Regions from separate parts of the Mus musculus genome. Here all the other regions are linked to region 5. A link is a contact called in public Hi-C, HiChIP or PLAC-seq and promoter capture Hi-C data. All regions are on one chromosome and are shown on one strand. Each heading gives the region's core, a stretch centred on a gene start, on an enhancer-like site or on the middle of the called end of the contact. The rest is flanking DNA. Distances are from core to core; before and after follow the strand shown.

Region 1 (2,700 bases), core at 181-2,680, 360 kb after region 5:
AGCGGGCTACTTTACAACCAGTCAGTTCACTATGCAGAGCAGCTGGCTTTTCCCTTCCTGGAGCCCAGGGAAACGCTCTGTTCAGTTGAGTGTTGTCTTGGGCTTGGTCACTGAGGCTCTGGCAGACATTTCCACATGGGACAAAAGCACAAAGCCAAGCATTGAAATATGTTGCAGGATGGGAGCTGAGATAGGACACTGCTGAGGGTGCACCCACCTGTTCTGACACCCAGTCATGATGTCACCCATAGAAGACTTGCCTGGGGCATTCCTTCATGGGAACCTTCCTCTGCTAAAAGCATTAAGAGCTCTACTTACCACCGCCCTAGTACAGAGGAGTCTCTGAAAGTTCACAGACAAGACATCCCTGCTGGGATCCCTAAAGGGACAGTGAGGCTGTACTGGTATTCCTGTGCCTGATGGATAAATTGACCTGGCTTTGTTGCGGAAGTAGGGTGCAGTGAAGGTTTTTTTTTGCAGGGGGGGGGGCACAGTTCAGAAGTATCTGAAATAAGCAGAAAAGGGACCTGAGGTTCCCCACCACACAAAACTCCAAGGGAGTATCAAAAGTAGTTAATCACACCACACAAAGCACTAAGTGCCAGGCACCGCTGAAAGGACTCTCCCCTGCACCTGGTACTCAGTTTACTCCCAGTACCTCCTTTGGGCAGGGCTGGACTTCTGTGATAAAGCGTTTCACTAAGTGGCAATGAGCAACCAGACATCGCTGTCCAGGGCTGAAACGCTGGCACTAGGCCACAATTGGGCGGACACTTGGGGCACCAGGTGCCTCCACAAGCTGCTTCCAAGACTTCCACTCAGCCAAGCAGAAGGGTGCGCCCGAGACGCAGCTCCTGGCCAGTGGGTCCCAGAGCACGCGGCGCTCGGTGGACCTGGGTCTAAAGGCAACATCCTCGAGGCTCCGAACCCTGGTACACTCCAATTTGTGCCAGGGCAGGGGACGCCCAGAGGCCCGCGGCCAGGCCTCGCCTGTGCCGGGCCGAGGAGCAGTAGCCCCCAGCAGCCGCGGGGGAACGGACGTCCGCAGCCCCACCCCCGACCGCGCCCCCACCCTCAGCACCGCGCACCTGGCCGCAGCGGCTCGGTGACAGTGAGAACCAGCAGGAAGAGCAGCAGGAAGGCACCGCTGTCTGCCTTGGGCACCATTTATCCTCCGTTCATCGTCCCCGGGGCAGCCGCGTGACCCCGCGGGGAGGCCGGACCTGGCCGAGAGGAGTGGGTGAAGGCCGGACTCCGACCTGGGGCTGAGGGGCGGCAGGCGAGGGATCCAGCTGGGCCGCGGCAAGAGAACGCCACCGACTCGCGCGCACTCTAGGCCGCAGGAGCGGGATGAGATTCCGGCTCGCGCAAGATGGCGGCCGTCCTGCTCCGGCCCGCGCCACCCCGCCTCCGGCCCGCACTAACCAATGAACGCCGAGCTGGGCGGGGGGTGGGGTGGCGGAGGGAGGTAGGACCCGAGCTCCAGACGCGGGGCGGGGCATGAGCACGAGAGGCCTAGGGAATGAGCGAGTGGGCGGGGCCAAGGGCGGGGCTAGCAGGAAATGAGGCGTGCCATTGGCTGAACCGAGAGGTGGGACGCAGCCTTGGCAGCGAGGTACCAAAAGGGGTCCCTAGTGCTGGTAGGGTCACAAGGACTGACAGTGCTGGCGCCAGGGTCTGGGGTGGGTAGGAGTGGGGAATCCGGGATTAGTGAATTGAGGAGGTATAGCTGGACCTGAACGATCTTTACTCCTGGAGGCCCAGGTCTGTCCCAGTGCCAACATATTCCCTAAAGTGGTCTTCTAAACGCCGAACGGCTGTGAAGAAAGTGAAGAGCTCTAGTGAAAATAAAGGACCAGCAGTCTCTGTGGATCAGGGAATGGCACAAAGAATATCAACAGAGGAGGAAATGGCTTAATGGATGTCAGAATCTAACAGAGAAGCCCAGAGTCTCTGGACCAGATCTGGGGAAGGAGCTGCCTATACAATGGAGAAAAAAAGCCCAGGCAGAGACAGGGCTAAAGCCTGGGAACAAGGCTCCACATGCTAAACTCACACCTGCCTTCATGAACAGCATGAACGTGGAAGGAGAGACAGCAAATGAAAAACCAATCTGTTCAGGGGAAGGAAGTGAAAAGTGGGGAAGGCCAGTCACCTCCAGCATATCTGACTCACTCTTATTGCCCCTCCACCAAAGTCCCAGGATTTCAACCTACGATAGATACATGGAGCCATGAGTGAAAGATGCTAACTTGTTATAGGTAGGTAAAGTCAAGGTCAAGTCGTCAGACATTCCAACTTTACCAGGTCTTGGCCCAAGATGTTGGACATAGGACTTGTCACAACAGATGGGGGGTTCCTTGCTGGCAGAAGCAAGGGTACCTGTCCAGTGCTGCTCTGGGCACTCAGATAGTTTTATGGCACATTCCCAGCACTGAGTACAAGATCCAGGCCTAGCCTTCTGCCCCCATACCCACCCCCACTGCAAATCTGCCCTGGGAGCTCAGCCAGAGCTCTGAGTTGGGCAGGTCCTTTGGAGGGAACTCAGCCAAGTGCAGTCTTCCTGCCAACTGTCCACCTGCAGAGCCGCCGTTAAGAGTCCAGGAAAGGTTTGGAAGAGAAAAGAGCAGGACAGGAAGTGAGAAGTCTGGCTGAGCGGTACAATGAAAGCACAGAGTTAACTCCTTAACCCACCACCAC
Region 2 (2,700 bases), core at 70-2,569, 330 kb before region 5:
TGTCATCAAATTACAAGAAAACAGCATGCAGTCACGAAATCTTCCTAAACTGAAACCCACAAGGCTGAAGGGACGACAACTTTTGGGGTTTGAACACGGAAGTGATTAGCATTCCTTTCCTGTAGGTAAATGATGGAGTGTCACCCGCAGAACAGATAAGGGGGTTTGATCACAATTGTTTTGTGCCCACTTCCACTCTAGTTTTATCAAATGTTCTCTCTAGGTTTCAGTGAGCAAATGGCTTTCTTTTGTTTCCAGTGACTCCATCAACCAAATACAAATTTGGTCTCAAGAGCCAGCTCCTGCGACCTTTTTTATTTCCGGTCCGGCGAGAGCTCGGCCGCACTACCAGGTAGCACTCAAACACTGGCGGGTTATCTTTAGAGGATGTCCGCAGATCTACTCGTGAAAAACTCCAACTGAGCACCTATATTGTATGCTTCACCAAAGGAGCCAATTAGTGAAGTGACACTCCCATACATTCAAGATACAAAGTGCGTATACCAAGTTATTTTCGTAAACTTTGGCAGGTTTTGATTTCAACGACAGAAACCAACCCCCACCCTTCATCAGGGAAAGGAGATGCGGATGACTAAGAGGTGGATAGAAAAGAGAACCTAGCTACGCAGGGAGACGACCCCACGCCTTCCTAGAGTTGGAACTTGTCGGCTGTGTGACTCTGCAGTCACAAGGCGACAGTTTGCGTGGACCCAACACAATTTCAAAAGACCACCAACTAACTGACCTAACTTTGGCCGCCTGCCCTCCTCCTTCCTTTCCCGTCTCGGGCCTCGCAGCCTCCCGGTCCCGGAGCTGTGGGCTGGCGGAATGGGGCTCAGAGAACGGCGACCGCGGCCCAGGACCGGGCGGCTCCGCGGCGCGTACTCCCAGCCGGGGCTCCGGCTTTCTTCCCCGAGGGCGCCCAGCTTGGGGCCTCCAGGCCCGGCCCACACATCAACGGCGTCCTCGACCCGGACCGCGGCCGCTGCGACGGAGGGCCCGGCTTCGCTCCAGGAGGAGGGGGCTCGAGAACTGCCCAGGCTGATCCGAAGGGCCGGCAGCGGCGGCTCTCAGCGCGGCCTTGCGCTCCCGCCCAGGCTGCGGCCTAGGCGGCCCCGTTAGATCTCTCCGCACGCGGCACAGCGGGGCCACGCAATGAGGGATGAAGAACGGCGTCGCCCCAAGGAACCGCGGCCCGCCGTAGGGGTCCCGGCCCGGGGACGCCGCCCCCCGCCTGGCCAGCGCCAGAGAATGGCTTTTACCTTCATCAGCCTCCTGCTGGCCGCCATCTTGGATCTGGTGCTGCTGCTTTCCCAAAATGCATCGCGGTAGGCCAGGCGGCTAGAACCCCCTCACTTCCTGGAGCGGGGGAGGGGCTAACCGGGAAGAGCGCGGAATAGAGAAATGTGCCTACTGTGTGCAGGTCCCAGGGCTATAGAATCCTGTGTAGACTCGAGTGACCTGGACAGTTAAAGATCCTTACTTTATGGCGCCTCCAATCCTATGGCAAGTACATACAGTGCTTGACACATAGTAGGTGCACTATAAATAGTGTGTACACAAAATAATAGAATAATCAAGATTATTTCAGGCACTACTAAACATTGTGAAGAAATCAAAACTGGGAGATGAGAAAGTTATTCTGTTACTGAACACGTAATACAATCGGTAAAGTGCCTGCCTGATCAAGAAGGACCTGAATTTGGGTTCCCAAGAACCCACACAGAAGCAAGCATGGTCATTAGCACTAGGGGAGGTAAGTTACAGTTAGATCTCTGAAGTTCTTTTTCTAACCTGCCTAACTGAATTGATGGTGAGCCTCAGATTCAAGGAGAAAACCTGTAAAGTACAAACAAGGAAAGAATTCTGTGGACCTCAGGTCTCCACATGCATGTGTGTGCACGCCCACACTAACATTCACATACAGCCTCCTACACACAAGAACTACAGGATCTGCTTCTCAGGAAGGCTCACTGAAGAAATACCATGAATAAGACAGTGCAGGGCAGCCGAAGATAAGTGGATTGTGCCTTTAATTCCTGCAGAGGGAGGCAGAGGCAAGCAGAATATAGATTCTAGCCAGCCTAGCTACATAGTATGATCCTAGTAATGGCTGAAATATCCAGAGAGGAAGAAAGAAACTGCCAGAAGGCAAACCCTACACTCACTCAGTGCTTTTACAAGTGGAGAAGTGTTGGAGGTTGGGAGATGAGATGTAGATAAGGCCTCATGTAGCCTAAGGTGGCCTCAAAATTCACTATATAACTAAAGATGACCTTAAACTCCTGATCCTCCAGCTTCCACCCTCAAGTTCTGAAAGTACCTGTACTCCATGAGTAACATCCATGTGCCCATTAGAAAGGATTTTTGCTTTGGTCTTTTGATGCCCTTTCTATCTAAAATTAATAGACTCCCTAAGGGAAAATCACTTGACACCAGTGGGGGAATGGTGGGCTAGGCCACCAAGACCCCAGACTCCATGTCTCAAAAGGGCTGAAGCTCTAAGGAGAAACTAGCAGTACAGAGCTGGCAACATGAGGCCGACAGAAATGTGAAGAGAATGCATTGCTTTCATTCAGCAGAATATTCAGGACACTTAATTCAGAGGTTTTCAAATTTGGTTCAAACAATATAACTCTTTTTTTGTTTGTTTGTTTGTTTTGTTGTTCTTGTTTTGAGACATGGGCTTGCTATGTAACC
Region 3 (2,700 bases), core at 195-2,694, 280 kb after region 5:
TGGCATCAAACTCACAGAGATTCTCCTGCCTCTGCCTCCCAAGTGCTGATATGAAAGGCATGAGCTACCACATGTGGATCTACTTTATTTTTCAAGCCAGGTTTCTGTGGATGGAGAGATGGCTTGGTAGAAAGTGCACGGACTGCTCTTCCAGAGGACACGGGTTTATCCAGTCCTAGGGGATCTAATCTACTTTTCTGGCCTCTGTGGGTACCAGGCACCCAGGCAATGCACTAGCATACATGTAGGCAAAGCACCTAAATAACAATTAAAAATTCACTGGGAAATGTCAGGGTCTCACTAGTTCAGCTAGACTGGCTGGCTGGAGAGCTTCAAGAGCCTGCTGGTTCCTGTTCTGCTCAGAGGTGGGCGTACACCTGTCCACTACACCTGGCTTTCACACAGGTTATGGAGGTGCACACTCAGGCCTTCACACTTGCATGGCAAAAAGCAGTTTACCCACTTACACATCTGCACAGCCCTTATTTTCTTTTAAAAGAAAATGCCAGCTGGGAGGAGGTGATGCACACCTTTCATTCCAGCACTTGGTAGGCCAAGGCCAGTCTGATCTGTGGGAAGAGTTCCAGGACAACCGGGGCTACACGGAGAAACTCTATTTCATAAATAAATAAATAAATAAATAAGACAATTTTTAAAAAGAAAGGAAGGAAGGAAGAGAGAGGAGAGAGAGAGAGAGAGAGAGAGAGAGAGAGAGAGAGAGAGAGAGAGAGAAGGAAAAATGCCTGTGTCTAGCTGCAAAAACTCTCATGGCTCTGGCCCCACTAAGCATGTTGGTAGGATGACTTCTTCCCTAGCCATGACCATATCTAGTAGGAGGGAATGGCTTGTGAGAGACTACTTTAAGGTCAAGCCAGGCTTTTTCACCTGGAGGGACAGTCGTCTGGCTCTGAGAATCTAGAGCTGATGACTTGGGAGAGTGGGGAAGTAACCGGCGAGTGTCACCCTGATTGACAGATTTGTTCTCCAGGGGTCAGTTGTATCACACACAGCTTTGCTATGCTCAAAGCATTTATGGGGTCCATGCCACTCGCCTTGGTATTCCCTGCATCCAGCAGGCTGCCAGGCATGGAGCTCAGCAAGCCCCTATTGAACTCCTCACAGTGCAACCTCTGGCGCTCCAAGTGTGAGTTCCAGCAGAAATCCTTCCCGCCCTGGAAAGCCTTCTCTCCCGGGGTGAACCTTCCTGTGTGTGGTAAGACAGTGGTTCTGGGTGAAGGTCTTGCCGCACTTGTGGCATTTGTAGGGCTTCTCGCCAGTTTGGCTGCACCATGAGGTAGGAGTACAAGCTGAAGGCCTTAACGCACTCGAAGCACCGGAACGACTTCTCCCCGCTGTGGGTGCGCTGGTGCACCCCATGTCCCAGGGGCAGCAGAGCCGCACTCGCAGTACTTGAAGGGCATGTCGCCGTGTGCGCCCTCTGGTGGAGGGCGAGGCCCGCGCGCCTGTGGGAGGCCTTGGCGCAGTCCCAGCACTTGAGTGGCTTGTGGCCACGGTGGATCTCCTCGTGCACGGTGAGCGAAGAGTGGCAGGCGAAGGCCTTGCCACAGCCGCACCTGCAGGGCCTCTCACCCGTGTGGCCGTAGAGGTGGCGGGTGAGGTGCGTGCGCTGGTTGAAGGCCTTGGCGCACTCGGCGGCGCATGCGTAGGGTCTCACCCCGATGCGCGCTGGGCGGTGCGTGCTGAACAGCGAGCTGCCCCTGGAGGCCTTCTCGCGGGCACCGCGCTTGTAGGGCCGATCGCCCGCGTGCACCGCGGGTGCGCGTTGGGGCATGAGTAGCAGCGTGGCTGCGCTGGTGCTCCACGAGGTCGGCGCTCCAGAGGCCTTGCTGCACTCGTGGCATCTGAAGGCCATTGCGCAAGTGCAGCGAAAGGGCCGGGAGCTTTGCAGGAATACCTTCCCGCACTGGCTGACTTGCTCTCCGCAGCGTCAGTGCCCACCCACCTCATGCTGTCTGTGCTCTCGTGTAGATTGCCTGGGCTCTTCTGACGGTTGCTGTGCTCTTTGGTGGTTCTGAGGCAGTCCCTTTGTGGACTGGATGTCCTTGCTGCATCTGGCAGATGAGTGTTCAGTGAGAGTGCCTTGATCAAAGGAGAGGGGGCACCCTAGAGGGACAGCCTCCTCAGTCCCACTGTGGCTGCCAAGGCTCTCCTTTATGAGGTCGCTCCCACTAGCAATAGGAGCTGGCTTCCACAGCGCAGCCTCGCTCCCCAGTGCAGTGTCATTCTGCAGCTCCCAGGCCAGGATACTACCTGGGCTGCCTCCCATCTGACCTGCCTGAGAATCAAAGCCTGATATAGCCCTGTATTGTAAATGTCCTCCAATTATCTCAGGCTCCACCTTCCAATCTCTAAGAGATTGAAGCAGAGTTTTCTGTACGGAGCAGAAGCATGGCCCTGGAGCTCAGACTGGGTTGCTGGACTGGAGTTGCAAATAAACCAGAAAATTAAATAGAAAACCAAAAGCACCCGGAAGTCCAGAGGCACAAAAGCAGAGTGCCCAAGTGAACCGCCAAAGGAACTCTTCCAGCTGAAGACCCAGCCAGGCTTCTAATCAATCCCCGAGGGCTGAGATCAGGATCAGGTCTCGGGATCAGGAGCTGATTCAGTCCCAGATACATCCACCCACAGATTGCACTGGCATAAACTCAAGTCTAAAAATGTGAGCCAGCAGTTCTGTGG
Region 4 (2,776 bases), core at 245-2,744, 460 kb before region 5:
GGCTTTGAACTCACAGAGACCCACCTGTCTCTGTCTCCCACCCCCAAGCACTACAATTAAAAGCATGCACCACTGCTCCCAGCAGACAGAAAAAATGTTGAAGATCAAATGATACATGTTCTCTCTCAAAGCAGATTCTAGCTGCTTGAAATGTTTGGATTTGTGTGTTTTTCCTGGAGTGCTTCCAGAAGTCAGGACGCTGGAAAAGGGCACTGGAGTATCCATGATATGAACAGGTAGGTGTTAGAAGTGGGATGGGTAGGAAAGGAAGGCTGGAGGAGGCCTAACCAATGCTAAGGAAATAGGAAAATGCCGTATATAAACCTACTATTTTCTAAGCTATTAAAAAAAACACATTTTTTAAAAGATTTATTTATTTCATGTATGTGAATACACTGTCGCTGTCTTCAGACACACCAGAAGAGGGCATCAGATCCCGTTACAGATGGTTGTGAGCAATCCATGTGGTTGCTGGGAGTTGAAATCAGGACCTCTGGAAGAGCAGTCAGTGCTATTAACTGCTGAGCCATCTCTCCCGCTTAAATTCTTTAAAAATAGAAGAGTCAGCCAGATGGTTCAGTGAGTGAGGGTGCCGCTATCAAGCCTGCTGACCTGAGTTCAAATCCAGGATCAATATGGTAGGTGAGAAGCAGAGCTAACCTCTGGTGCACAGGCATGTGCTTATTCACACAATAAGCTTAAAATATAAAGTTCAAGATCATGTTTGAGCTACATAGTTGAGGCCAGCTTGAATTACAGAATTACAGAGATCATATTCTAAAAGCCAAAAAAACATGAGACTCCCTAGCTAGGACGAATACAAAAATAGAGTAATCAGTCACTTGGGAGACTCACTAAGTAAATGGCAACTCAAAGGGCCCACAATCTAATCAATTAGGGGTATCCTCAATACAATAAATCCTAACAAGCACACTCTAGAGGGCGCAAATACGTCCTGCAATGTGTACATTCACCCTCAGCAGTGTGCTTTGAAAAATCGATCTAAAGAGACTAAGAAAAAAATAACAGAAGAAGCGCAGATGTGGGCATGGAGACTGGGTGATACTGCCTGTGTTTTGTGGGTAGGAAATCTAATCTGGGGTTCCATAATTCAAGTCCACGCAGACCTGGAGGCTCTTGGATGGCGACTTGGAGAGTGGAGAAAGGGTGGTCAGTATGGAGAGAGGGAAGAAGCTTGCGCTCTAGGGACCCAGCTGCAGAGGTCCTCCTGCCTGCAGCCTGAGGCGCAAACCTGTGGAAAATCTCGGTCCTTTGGCCTTCCAGGACCCTACCTCCCCACCGGCCCCGCGACCTGCCGGTTCGCCTGGGTTCCTCGTCAGGCCAGCCCACCGGACTCCTGGCGAGCTCCACCCGGACACGTTCCAGCCCAGTCCCCCGAGCGCAGCGGGGCGCGGGTGGACGCGTGGGGCAGGGCGAGGGGCGGGGAGCGTGGAGGGGCGGAGCGGCGGGAACGCGAGGGCGGGGCTCGGACACTGATTGGGCATCGCCACGTTCCGAGGCCGTTTATGGCGGCTGGGCTGGGCTACGGGTCCAAAACAAAGGGCAGGCGGCCCGCGAGGCGGCGGCAGGAGGATGCCTCGCGCCCGGAGTGGGCGCCAACGGCCGGAGCGCGTCCCGGGTCACACCGGGACCGCCTGAAAACCGAGCTCGCGCCGACCGAGCCTGGGCCGGATGGGCGCAGCGGACCGCGGAGCGGCCGTGAGTACGGGCGGGCCTCAGGGGTTCTCTGCGGAGACCTGAGGATCTCCGGCTCCGGGAGGCGGGGAAGCACCTGTTGGGCGCGGGCGGGCCGGGCGGGAGTGCGGAGGATGCGTTGACTTTTTGTTCTGATGTTCCGAACTGTTGGTATTTGGGTCATTAGAAGACAACGCAAAATCCCGGTCTTTCTTTCTTTCTTTTTTCTTCGCCCCCCCCCCCCCATTGTTTTTTCCCCTACCTTAAAAAATGGGGAAAGAAATAAATACAGAAGATACCTCCAATAAAAGAATATTATGGGGTGGCATTTTCAAGTTGCCTGTACAATAATAACTAAAGGGAATTGTCCTCATTGTTTACCACTTGTGGCTCTAGGCTTTATCAATGTAAATTGCTAACAGTAGCAACTAAATAAGATATTCTCTACTCAATAACTGCACAAATGGTCATCTTCGATCGTGTACTGAGCTCCAGGATAGAAAGCCGGCAGAATTCTGTTTTGGATAGATAATAGACGTTGAAAACATCATTTTTCAGCCCAAGGTCTTTCTAATTCAGTTGCCTTATAAGTATCCACAATGTATTCACCTTAACTAATGTATCTTGTCAAAGAATTGACCATACTCCTCCTCGCTCCGCTGAAGTTCCAAGACCAGGCTCACCTCCTCTGGGGAACTTCTCCAGGCCCCTCTGAGTAAGCCACCCTCACCCATCACCCAGGGCCCTTTACCTCTGCTGTGTTCTGGTAGATGTGTTAACAAATGTTTGCTGAGTACCCGTCTCCCTCTCCCCTAGGGGCTGGTCCAGTGGGTGTCTGTGTGCATGTGTATGGTGGGGTACAAATAAATAAACACACACACACATGTATATTCACCGTGTGTGTGCCTGGTATCTAGAGAAGCCAGAAGAGGGCATCGGATCCCCTAGAGCCGAAGTTATGGATCCTCCACAAGAGCAGCAGGTGCTAAAGGATGTCAGCCCATCTCTCCAGCCATACTGTGGGCTCTTAAAAAAGTCAGGGGTGCTGTATTTGAAGAGTTTTGCTACCAGGATCCCTAGG
Region 5 (2,700 bases), core at 43-2,542:
TCTCTCCAGCCCTTCCACCTTATTTTTTTAAAGACAAGTTTCTCAACTCAACACAGGGCTCAACAACTCATCTAGACTAGCTTTTCCATAAGTCCTTGGGATCCCCTTTTTGTTTTGTCTTCTCCAGGACTGGGATTAAAGGAACAAGCAATCACATGTGGCTTTTTATTTGGGTCCTTGAATCTGAAATCAGGTCCTAATGCTTGCATACCACGTCTTTAGCAAAGGGGGCTATTTCCCCAGCCTGGAAAGCCTGATTTTCTCTAATGTCACTGGCACAGTGATCCTGGGATCATGCTTTAACTGTACAAAACTGGAAAGAGGCTTGGCACGCTTGACAACTGGTCTGCTTGTCTCTGAGCATGCCAGCGGATGTGCATGGACTCCACCAGGGCAAAGAGCTGCCTCGTTTGACCCACTGCTCTGATGCCTCACAACCTGTCCTGGTGTTAGCTGGCAGAAAGACCCACCTGATTCCCACCAGCTCAAAGCAGTTTTCCTCGAAGTGTTTGGAGCAGAAGTAGATGTACTCAGAGGTCGGATCCCACAGGCCCTGGCCGCTGGGGTCCAGCCGCTGACAGTTGGCCAGCCACAAGCCGCGCCTGGGGTTGTCTTTCTTGGGAAGTCTGCAGAGCCACAAAACCGTGAGCACCAGACTGTCTACAGTCCTGCGTTCAGGATGCCCAAGCTCCCCAAGCAAGAATGGCAGACCTCCCCGCGACCCTTTCAGATTACCACCCGCTGGGGGAAAGGAGAAACTGAGAACGAGAGAAAGAAAGGGGCCGGCTCAGCATCATCTAGCAGGAATGAGTCGGAGCTGTAAATCCAAGCCAGGTAAGCGTCCAGTCCTTTTTCCGGCTGGACTCGAGACTATGCGCCCTTCCCTGTCACCCTCCCGCTCACAAGTTCAAGCCTCACATCGACCTCGGGAAAGCGCCGTCTCCTGCGAGGCCTAAGGTGCGGCAACACCGGCGCCTGCGCTATGAGCCCTCGCGTGCCACTACGCACGCGCGCTGACCTGTGGAAGGAGATGCCGCGGTTGCGAGTCTCGCGCGTATCCCGTGTGCAGCAGCCGGCGGCGGAGCAGTGTCGCGGCATCTGGGGAAGGGGCGGGATCTGGGTGGTGGGCGGCAGTCGGGGGAGGACTGTCTTCACGCCCAACTGTCACTCCCTCCAGAGGGCCCGAGCCGGTCGGCTCCCCGAGGCCCGACCCCGTACCAGTCTTGTCCTAGCTCGTTCTATAGACTCCCGTCAGCGGTACTCACGGTCTTGCCATTGCTGCGCCGCCAAAATCTCGCGATGGGTGGATCGACGCGGAAGTTGGGAGCAGAGATACTCCGTCGCCCGTGGCGCGGGCCCCCAAGGGGCGGGACCGGAAGAGATCCTGGCGGGGCGGGCCACCGGATGTTGGGAGTGAGGGATGGCGATCGTCGCTCCCGAGTTGAGGTTTCTGCATCTGTAGTTTCGGGTCCCTGTTTTGTTTGAGCGTCTGTCGTTTGGACGAAGCAGCTGGGTGTGGTCTGTACTGCTCCCTGAACAACGTACGCGCACACTCTGGTTGAAAAAGATCCACCACCAAGAAAAACCTGGGCTCTTTACTGAAAGAACTCGGCCACGGACTGGTGGCTCAGCACTTGCTACCAACCCTGAAGATTGAATTTGATCCCCAGGACGCAACCTGCTGGAAGGAGAGAACCAACGTCCAGTAATTGTCCTTTGATCCCCATATACATGCACAAAATAAAATGTTAACGACACATTTAGAACATTTTCTTTTAATGGCCTTGTAAAGGCCTGGGTGAAGATAGTGACCTTATGGGAGGCCGTCCCAATATACTAAGTAGCAACTGTCCAGTTATCGGAATGTTCATTTTTCAAACCCTGAGACGCTAGCCGGTGTGTTCCGAGAGCACGGTTTCCCCAGTGATGCTTTGAAGGGGGATTTCTCTGACCACAGGATCAGGCGTTTTACATTCTAGGCTCACTTTTGTAGCAGGAACAAAGTCAGAAATGGGTTCCTTGGGTTTCTGCTGGGGGAAGAGAGGTGAACAATTACAATCTTGGGATGCAGAAGGGGAGGTTATGGGACTCCAGGCCTGAAGGGCACAAAGGCATACTTGATCTAAGTACCGGCGAGGTTGGGTAGCCTGTTATGCTCCTGTAGAGGAGTTGTCTTGGCTGAAAAGGTCATCGAAGCCCCTATTTAGTTGGTTTTGATTTTTCCTGATCTGTTGGAGGCATTCATCCCTATATAAAGCCTCCCATTGAAGGAATAGGGGGCAAGAAGGACCAACCGATGTGCTGGCTCAGTAGTGTACTTAGAGCTGCACAAGACTCAGAAGAATGGATTTGGCCCAGGGTGCATGAGTACCATCCTCCTTTTGATTGTCTAACCTCTTTTAATTCATTGGCCCAGTAGGGATACCAGTGTAGGGGCAGAGAGTAAGTGAGTTGAAAACATGGAAAACCCAGGTGTTACTTTATTTGTGCTGAAGTTTGGACGAATCTCTAATTTCACATAGTTGGTGGGTGTGGGAGGTAGAAGACAAAGAGCCTTCAAGAGTTCTATGAGTGTTCTTAGGGTGTGAGGGAGGCAGGAGGGGGCATAAGGCATCAGTGGGGCATAAAGAGGGTGTGTGTGGATGTGGCAGGTCATTTTCTAATATACTCAATGGCCTGTTCAAGGGCAGTGAGCTCCAC

What was found. Promoter capture Hi-C pulls out the DNA fragments that hold promoters and counts their contacts. A called contact is a pair of places that touch in the nucleus more often than the background predicts. HiChIP or PLAC-seq counts read pairs in DNA pulled down with a chosen protein or histone mark. Capture Hi-C pulls out chosen DNA fragments and counts their contacts.
Region 1: a FOXA1 HiChIP or PLAC-seq map of pancreatic cancer cells shows a contact between it and region 5. The contact joins the promoter of Dgcr2 here to the promoter of Thap7 in region 5. A contact is called at or near these places in 1 of 39 promoter capture datasets (the 3T3-L1 cell line), 1 of 15 datasets of contacts at CTCF or cohesin (the NIH/3T3 cell line), 4 of 484 Hi-C or Micro-C datasets (CD4 T cells, embryonic stem cells and erythroblasts), 4 of 115 datasets of contacts at active chromatin or transcription factors (bone marrow-derived macrophages, memory CD8 T cells, microglia and 1 more) and 2 of 9 other capture datasets (adipose tissue and liver).
Region 2: a contact with region 5 is called in a promoter capture Hi-C map of adipose tissue. The contact joins the promoter of Ube2l3 here to the promoter of Thap7 in region 5. A contact is called at or near these places in 10 of 39 promoter capture datasets (the 3T3-L1 cell line, the C10 cell line, the HPC-7 cell line and 5 more), 1 of 15 datasets of contacts at CTCF or cohesin (pro-B cells), 9 of 484 Hi-C or Micro-C datasets (B cells, the Ba/F3 cell line, the G1E-ER4 cell line and 3 more), 10 of 115 datasets of contacts at active chromatin or transcription factors (the 230-238 cell line, the SCID.adh cell line, bone marrow-derived macrophages and 5 more) and 4 of 9 other capture datasets (adipose tissue, embryonic stem cells, liver and 1 more).
Region 3: a Hi-C map of the N1E-115 cell line shows a contact between it and region 5, with 6 times the contacts expected there. The contact joins the enhancer-like site here to the promoter of Thap7 in region 5. A contact is called at or near these places in 1 of 39 promoter capture datasets (cranial neural crest), 5 of 484 Hi-C or Micro-C datasets (CD4 T cells, CD8 T cells, the N1E-115 cell line and 2 more), 7 of 115 datasets of contacts at active chromatin or transcription factors (embryonic hindbrain, embryonic midbrain, embryonic stem cells and 4 more) and 1 of 9 other capture datasets (adipose tissue).
Region 4: a contact with region 5 is called in a promoter capture Hi-C map of pre-B cells, with 3 times the contacts expected there. The contact joins the promoter of Ypel1 here to the promoter of Thap7 in region 5. A contact is called at or near these places in 3 of 39 promoter capture datasets (cranial neural crest, neural stem cells and pre-B cells), 2 of 484 Hi-C or Micro-C datasets (the G1E-ER4 cell line and embryonic stem cells), 3 of 115 datasets of contacts at active chromatin or transcription factors (all in embryonic stem cells) and 1 of 9 other capture datasets (embryonic stem cells).

What each region holds. Positions count from the first base shown.
Region 1 is chr16:17,890,298-17,892,997 of GRCm38.p6, forward strand. Dgcr2 (DiGeorge syndrome critical region gene 2) reads right to left here and starts at 1,431. Exons shown (of 10, transcript NM_010048.3): 1 at 1,089-1,431. The coding sequence starts at 1,167.
Region 2 is chr16:17,200,173-17,202,872 of GRCm38.p6, forward strand. Ube2l3 (ubiquitin-conjugating enzyme E2L 3) reads right to left here and starts at 1,320. Exons shown (of 4, transcript NM_009456.2): 1 at 1,263-1,320. The coding sequence starts at 1,289.
Region 3 is chr16:17,814,062-17,816,761 of GRCm38.p6, forward strand. It overlaps the pseudogene Zfp520-ps. Among named protein-coding and RNA genes, the nearest start is that of B830017H08Rik, 18 kb to the right of the region's middle. Within about 2 kb of position 1,445, at least 112 of the 459 cell types and tissues checked have an H3K27ac peak or open chromatin away from gene starts, as enhancers often do. A contact at or near this core is called in CD8 T cells, the N1E-115 cell line, extraembryonic endoderm stem cells and 2 more, where this site is marked.
Region 4 is chr16:17,068,645-17,071,420 of GRCm38.p6, forward strand. It overlaps Ypel1 (yippee like 1), which reads left to right and starts at 1,495. Exons shown (of 5, transcript NM_023249.6): 1 at 1,495-1,719.
Region 5 is chr16:17,529,760-17,532,459 of GRCm38.p6, forward strand. Thap7 (THAP domain containing 7) reads right to left here and starts at 1,293. Exons shown (of 5, transcript NM_026909.2): 1 at 1,266-1,293; 2 at 1,019-1,098; 3 at 471-626. The coding sequence starts at 1,098.